Linked DNA regions of Columba livia: region 1 is linked to region 2. The links are chromatin contacts, called in public Hi-C maps. All regions are on one chromosome and are shown on one strand. The core of a region is the stretch at or near the end of the contact, and the rest is flanking DNA. Distances in the headings are between cores, read along the strand shown.

The links. Hi-C and Micro-C count contacts between places; a contact is called where the count stands out from the background.
Region 1: a Hi-C map of liver shows a contact between it and region 2, with 1.9 times the contacts expected there. The contact joins the enhancer-like site here to the promoter of GREB1L in region 2. A contact is called at or near these places in 2 of 2 Hi-C or Micro-C datasets (crop and liver).

Annotation. Positions count from the first base shown.
Region 1 is chr2:112,608,750-112,612,495 of bColLiv1.pat.W.v2, reverse strand. The region is part of intron 1 of GREB1L (GREB1 like retinoic acid receptor coactivator); the gene reads right to left. Among named protein-coding and RNA genes, the nearest start is that of GREB1L, 55 kb to the right of the region's middle. Within about 2 kb of position 2,050, at least 1 of the 3 cell types and tissues checked has an H3K27ac peak away from gene starts, as active enhancers do.
Region 2 is chr2:112,553,622-112,557,274 of bColLiv1.pat.W.v2, reverse strand. GREB1L (GREB1 like retinoic acid receptor coactivator) reads right to left here and starts at 1,915. Exons shown (of 34, transcript XM_065053298.1): 1 at 1,848-1,915. It overlaps LOC102093648 (a long non-coding RNA gene), which reads left to right and starts at 1,928. Exons shown (of 7, transcript XR_010470495.1): 1 at 1,928-2,052; 2 at 3,185-3,311.

The sequences.
Region 1 (3,746 bases), core at 801-3,300, 55 kb before region 2:
TAAACCCCGGGGTTGAACCATTTCAAAAATGAGAGGGGGATGGCCATGATTTATCTTCCTTCTGTGCTCTGGACAGAGCTGTAAAATCTGCCTGCTGGTGCGTGTGAGTGTTACAGACTCATTTTCAGTAACCTTGGATATTTACCATTTTTAGAGATAACTCTGCCCAATTCCTCACCATCATTTATCTCCTTCAATCAGACTCAAGTACAATTTCTAAAGCAAAAATCTGATTTCTGCTTCCAGGCACCCAAGCCGATGAAGCTGAGTCAGCAAAATGGCCAAGCATCCGAAATCCTCATTTCAGATAAAAATACAGAAGACCTTATGCATATGTGCAAGTATCAGTTGTTGCCTCAGTGAATTTGTGCTGAGGGAACATTTGTTTAAATGATATAATTTAAACCTACCCCTTTTAATGACTAGTATCAAACACATTTTTAGCAATAAGTCCAAAATAATTTTCCCTTTGTAAATAATCAGTGGTTAGGTTGTGCAGGATGCATTTTTCAGTCCTCTGCACTTCAAGATACATTACCAATAGAAGGAAAACGGAGATTTCATGGGTCACAAACTTCAGGGTTACAAGGACCTTCCATGCTGTTGTCAGCCTAGTAAAACTCAATCAATATACTCTTGCTCTATACATCCACTGTTAAAAACCCTGCACCTGAATTTCTACATGATTTTTCTGGAGAAGGAGCACCAACTCAGCAACATTACTGACATTCTTTGAAGATAAAGTAATACCCCAATATTTAATTAGCATTTTAAAAATACAAACACATGGATATACAAATGAAATATATGCCCCCTCCAGACATCACAGATAAATCCTACAGCTTTAACACTGCAGAATGGCACAAAGTGAGGGCACTGAAACATGCCTGTGTACTTCAGTTTTTCTAAAGCTTGCTCCTGCTCTTAAGACCCAACCCTATACATCACATATCAGGGATACAACTCTTACCAATCTAAATTCTTCAGACTTTCATAGACGGACTTGTTCTTGAGGTAAATAAAAATAAATTCAATATTATCTATTTTTTGCATGGAAAAGGCCCATTTATTTCCAAAGTCCTTTTCAGATTTTTGTTTTATCACCAATTCAGTACCTTCCTTTCTAAAACAGAAACAGATAAAGAACATTTCATGAAGAGATAAAAATATGCAGAACCTGTCACTGTAGGTTGAGTCTTAATTAGACTAGTTTGAAGCTTTAAAAACATTGACATTGTGCTTGTTTTTGTGCAAGCCAAATACTGGTCCTAACAAAACTGCAGGGTTAATCTGAAAAAAAGAATACCCTAATCAGTCTATTAGCCCTCACTCAAATCCACAAAGATACTTAAATAAGAGGTTGTGGATATAAGAAGGAATGGCATCTTACTCAGCATCTGACATTCTCCCCAACTTAACTCCTCAGAGTCTGAAATTCTCCTCTGCTTTCAAAAAAAAAAAAAAGAGTACAAGATGTTTTCAACATATATTCTCTTTTGATTATATATATCCTTTTTGTACTAAAAAAACCCTTTGCTTTTGCAAAATCTGTAATGCAGTGTTCACTTGACTATGTCCTCCACTGGCTTAAAATGATAAGACTGCATTGACGGTGGTTTTAAACTTGCATCTACTTCTGTATGCTTGCAAAATTTTACTATTCCAACTGCAGCCTCATTAGCAAAACACTTCAACTTCTTTATGTGTGCCAACATTGGTTATTTTAATAGAAAGAACTCTGCCAAAGGAAGGCAGAGGTTTGCCTTTTCTTACCACATCCAGTAGTACCATGAACAAATTTTGTGTATTATTTATTGTAATAAATAAGTTTTAAGTATTTGTGTAGCCATCTATTTTTCTGTATTTATTTTCAAATTCTGAGAAAACCCCGAATGCACATTCTGATCTAATGGATTTGCTACTTCTATTTCAAACAAAATGAACATCAGCACAGCCAGGTAAAGTGACTTTAGGAACTGAAGTCAGAGCAGAGCAGAGTAAAATTCCACAAAACTGCAAACAGATTTAAAAAAAAAAGGCTGGAAAAACAAAACCAAACCAAGAAATACCCTGTGGATTCATTAGCAACCAGGGTGGCAGGCCTTCCTCTAATTCCCTTATAAAAGCCCATGACTACCTGCAGAGCCTGGGAGTGCAAATCACATTAGTGGAGCCACCAGATGACCAAAGAAAGCACTGGAGGCCTGGTGAAACCGGTAAACAAAAGGCAGCATTCCAGCTGAATGCCGCTGCTAGAGTCAGCATTGTAAGATGCTTGGATCTGATAACCCAAAAAGCAGATTAGCTGCAGGCAACAGAAAAGTAAAACGAGAAACAAAGGGGTCATTTTGACACATGAAGAAATCATTTCTATTAAGCCATCTTGAGTTTACTGTGTAGTTATAAAAACTGCTCCTACTTGAAGTGACATTTGAAGCAATGAAGCTGTGACAGTGAGATGACTTGAACAAGGTCCTGAAATAACGCATTCCTGAACGCAATGCAATTTAAAAAGGAAAAACAGCCTCTTTGACTTTGAATCCTTGAGACTTTTTAAAGGCTTAATAATGATTTTCAAATCTGTTAACACAGATTTCAGTTCGAAGACTTAACACGTATTGCTAGGCTTGACAAACAGAAGACTCATTAGTTTTATCTGTATTTAAAAGTCTCCTGAAGAGAATGCACAGACTGCAAATATTCTCATGTAACTACATGAGAAGGTCGCTTTCTCTCCCTGGTCCCCATCTCCTCTCACGCATGTCTCATTCCCTCACTCTCACCAGAGGAAGGAGATGCATTGTATTACTTACCTGAAGCTTAAGAAAGGATTTTTATCCTGAAACGGGTCTGGGTCATACTGTAATCGTGAGGACCAAACTGCAAAATTGAGATACAGAAGTTCATAGGAATATGTAGGCACTAGGGAAAGAAAGGTCAAAATCTGAGCTAAAACTAGAAAATTTCCCACAATTTTGTCTTATACAATAAAGAATTCTATATGCTCAAAGCCAAAACAGGTCTTTTTCTTTCTTCACAAGACAGTAAACTGCCCTGCTATGAAATATGCATAGGCTAGAAGAAATTTCTGAGGAATGCTGTGGCACACAGAGAATATTTCAGCTTGCTGGCTGTGCTCTGTGCATCTCCCATTGCTAGCACAAAGTACAGAAACCTGACACACAATGAGGAAACAGGCCTTCCTTTAACACAACAACATTCCTTACCGGTTTGCTTTTTTTTATGTATACGTATAGCAACTAAACCTGTTAACTTCAGTAGGGATGGGATTTCACAAACATATGCATCCACAGCTAACTGATTATTCGCAGTGACAAGGGCAGAGAAAATACTCCCAGAAAAACAGCTCAGCCAAGCCTAAGAGGGACAGCATAAAAACCCAACCAAATATATGGTATGCATTGGCATGGAGATCCTGCTATCAAGGTTCAGTGAAAGGCTCACCATAAAAATCTTCTGCAAATGCATTCTGCTACCTGGTGACTTTGCAAAAATCCAGAGGCACTAAACATATCTGAAAGGGGAGAGAGAATGCAGACATGTAGTTATACCATGTGCACATCCTCTAAGGAGACCTGACATCAGGAAAAACACAGCTTGGAGAAGGTTGAGGGGGGACCTCATCACAGGCTACACCTTCTGCAAGGGGGTAAAAGCAGAAGGGGAGGTGCTGATCTCTGCTCTCTGGTGACCAGAGATGGAATACAAGGAAATGGAATGAAGCT
Region 2 (3,653 bases), core at 666-3,165:
GTCAAAATGAGGAATAAACATTTCTCAACAGCTATGAGAATCCTCACACAATCCTTACTCCTTTGCAAAGAGGTATTTAAAAAGTTAATCCACCAGCCCCATAAGTGCTTTTGTCCTACTCACAAGCAAATTCTTCAGGATAAGGTTTAATACTTTCAAATATATTTTTTTAGATCTCACTACTGCTTATGTTTTAAGTTTGTTAATCAATAGAAGACCCACCGTTATTTTTCTTCAGAGGGCATATTTCAAACCCCTTAACAAACCCCAAACTTAAGTGTGCATTACAGTATTTAACAGTGCAGAAAGCTTCTACCTACTCACTTCATTCTCATCGCTAAACAACAGTAATAATTGTAAAAAAACCCACATATATATATATATGCTTCAGTTATTCCTAAAGTTGGGAAATAAAAGACAGTACTTCCTTCTTCAGTAGCCTTTTATTTCAGCCTTTTAAAAAGCTCTTTGTAACAAGGTATCAATGAAGTACAAAGAATATGGAATATTCTTTCAATACTACTTAAAACATAATTCTGTGAGAAGTTTTAAGAGTCACCAATGCAAAGAAAGCCACATGAAATCACGTAAAAAAAAGGTCATATCTTCAGGGTAATTAAAACAATCACACTGACAGCCACAGACACGGGAAATATTTTTTCCACCATAACTTAAAGGTCTCCTGCACTTCAAACACATCTAACCATCGATAATTCTTAAGTTTCAGAATATGGATGCAGTCTTTGGGCCTAAACAAACAGCAACCCTTGACGCACCCACTGGGATGGCCGAAATCATATGGTTTAAACCAAGTTTTCACGTTTCGGAGATTTCAGGAAAGCCGAGGGCAGGGCTGAACCCCGGCGGTCCCTCACCGCTGCCCAGGGCCGCGGGGCGCCCTTCATAAACCTGTCAGCCGCCTCGGAGAGCCGGCGCTCGGTTCATCGGACCCGGTTTTCTCCTCTCTACCTTGACTTCCCGACAGCAAACAAGTCCTGTCGATCGCTCGTCACCACGGAAAAAGGAATCACCCGAAGGCCGCCAGTGACAGGGCCCGCGACGGCAGCGCCTGCCCTCAGCGCGACCGTTACTGCCCGTTGGGCTGCCGCGTCTCCAGGGGACACCGCCGCCCCTCCGCCACGGGCAGAGCGACCCCCCGGGAACAGCATCCAGCGCCTCCCCTCCTCCAAAGCTGCACAGGTCCAGAAACACCTTCCGAACAACCCCCCCAGGCCGCCCACCCCCAGCGCTCCCCACCTCTGGCGAAGCCTCCCCGGGCGCGGAGGGCGAGGCAGCCGAGCCCCCTACCGGCGGCCGATCTCATGGCAGCGCGGGGCGGTGAGCAGAGCCACCTGCACCCCCCGCGCCCACCCCGCCCGCCTCCCCCTCGCTCCCCGGGGCTTTGCTGCCTCTCGGCCGCCTGCCCGCAGGGGCAGCTTTACTCCGGCAGCCGCCCGGCCAGGGCGCTCCCGCCCCCACCTTGCCCCGTCCGCGCGGGGTCATTTCCCACCCCGGTCCAAAACGACGGTAACAAAGGGCTGGAGCCCACCCGGGGGAGAGCACCGGCAGCCCGCCAGTGACACCGGCCGCAGCTCCCCGCCGCCCCTGGTGCTGCGCTCCGCGGGGTGACTGGCACCGAGCGGGGCCCCGCTGCCACCAGCCCGACCCGCTACCTTTGTGCCCTCCCCAGAAACCGGCGAGAAAGCGAAGTAAAGCCCCGCGTCCCCCACCGCTTCCCTTACCTTGCTGGGCAGAGAGGAGAAGTTGAAACGCTCTCCTTCCACCCCTCCCTCACTTTTTTTTTTTTTTAATTTACTGAATTTTCCTCCCCCTTCCTCCTCTCATACCGAGCAACTACACTCAGCGGTCCCGCCCGGTGCCCCCGTCTCCCTCCGGGTCTCGGTCTCTCTCCGGCGGGAGGAGGGGAGGGGAGGAGAATGGGGCGGACCCGCAGGTGCCGCCCCTCCTGCTCTGACAGCGGGGAGGGAGAGGGACCGGGCAGGGGGCGGTGAGCGAGGGACCGGGCGGTGGCGGCGGGGGAGCAGCGCTCAGGTGAGGGGGTGTCCAGCGGGCGGCAGGGCTGAGGAACGGCCTCTCCGTCCCGGGCCAGGCCCCAGGGCGACGGGGTTGGGAAGGGGGGCGGGCGCGCCGTGCCAGGGACTGAGGTGATGGGTCAGGAACGGGCGCTGGGATGGACGCGGGTTAGTGGAGGAGGGAGGCAGGCAGGGCAGTGAGAGCTGGGACATGGCGGCCGAGGCTCGGTGAGGAGAGAGGGAGCTGGGGTGCTTCCAGTCGGGGAGGGAAGGGTTGAGGCCCTGCGCGGAGCGGAACCGAGAGGGGAGCGGAGAGGCGTCAAAACCCTGTGAGGAATCCAGCGTGGCTCACTGTGAGATGGCCCTGCGGTGCGGGCTCGGCAGCGCTACGGTCAGAGTTTAGAGTTGGGAAGGGCCACCTCGTTTTGTTTTGGGTTTAGTTAGCCCAGGAGCGGTAGGTTAGAAGCTGAAGGAGCTTAGTGTGGCAGGAGGACACTGGAGGTGGACTACAGAAGGGTGCTGTGTGTGAACTTGTGTCGGAGGTTAAATTGAACAGGGCTCAAGGCAAGGAAGGTGGGCATGAAGGGATACGAGTACGTTGGAGGGGATGGAAATGGAAGGATCTGGAACATTTTAAGCTGTAAATGGAGCCCGAGTCTGTGCGGGGAAGCAGCAGGTTTGGGTTGTTATTGTCTGTAAAGACTCAAGTCAGACTTAGCAGGAGCATAGGACGGGGACTAGAAATAGAGGAGGGTGCTCCAAGGGAAAATATCCATTGAACTGGGGAAAAATGATTATGCATTTTCTTCCTTTCACCTTTGATTCAGCTACCATATGAGCTATCTTCTCTCCTTTTCACTTTTTGCTTTTCAAAGAGCATATTTCTTGAGAGCCTTTTCAAAACCCTTTTTCTTCTCTTGGAACCAAAGGGCTCAATCTTAGGCAGTGTTCTGTCTCTTTGCTTCAGCAGCTGAGAAAAACGTGACAGTGACCAAAAAAAAGTGGTAGTGTTGTTAGTTTTCTTTTACAGGAGCCTGCTGCTGTATGATGTTGAGAAAGATGTCCAGTACTTTTCTCACATCCTTTTATTTTGTATTTGCTAGTTAAAATACTAAGTTCCAGCATCCTACTGAGTTTTCTCATTACCACAGATAATGAGATTTTCCATCAAAAAATGAGAAGGAAAAAACTGTCCCTACCTTCTGGAGAAAATGGAGATGGCCCAGCGATGGTGTGGCACTGCAGTACTGCTGCTCAGTCCAGAAATGAGAAACAGAGGTCAGTCTAATAGACAATGTAGATGGCATTGTACATTCAACGAAGTTAGCCTTTTTCTGCATTAACCCCACTCTTTCTGATAGGCACTAAGAAGGTTTTCACTATTCTTTATGTTTTGGTTTACTGTAATTTGAGCAATGCTTTTTTATGACATGCCGATTTGCACTTTATTTCATTGAATGGGATGCAAAAGTGTAGTAATGGTCCATATATCTGTGTACATAAGTTAGAGACCAAAGGCTGGGGGATATTGCTATGCAGTCTTCGTAGCAAACTTGCTAGGAAAGAATCTTCAAGCCATCTCAGACAATGCAGCACATATATACAAAATGTATATACATC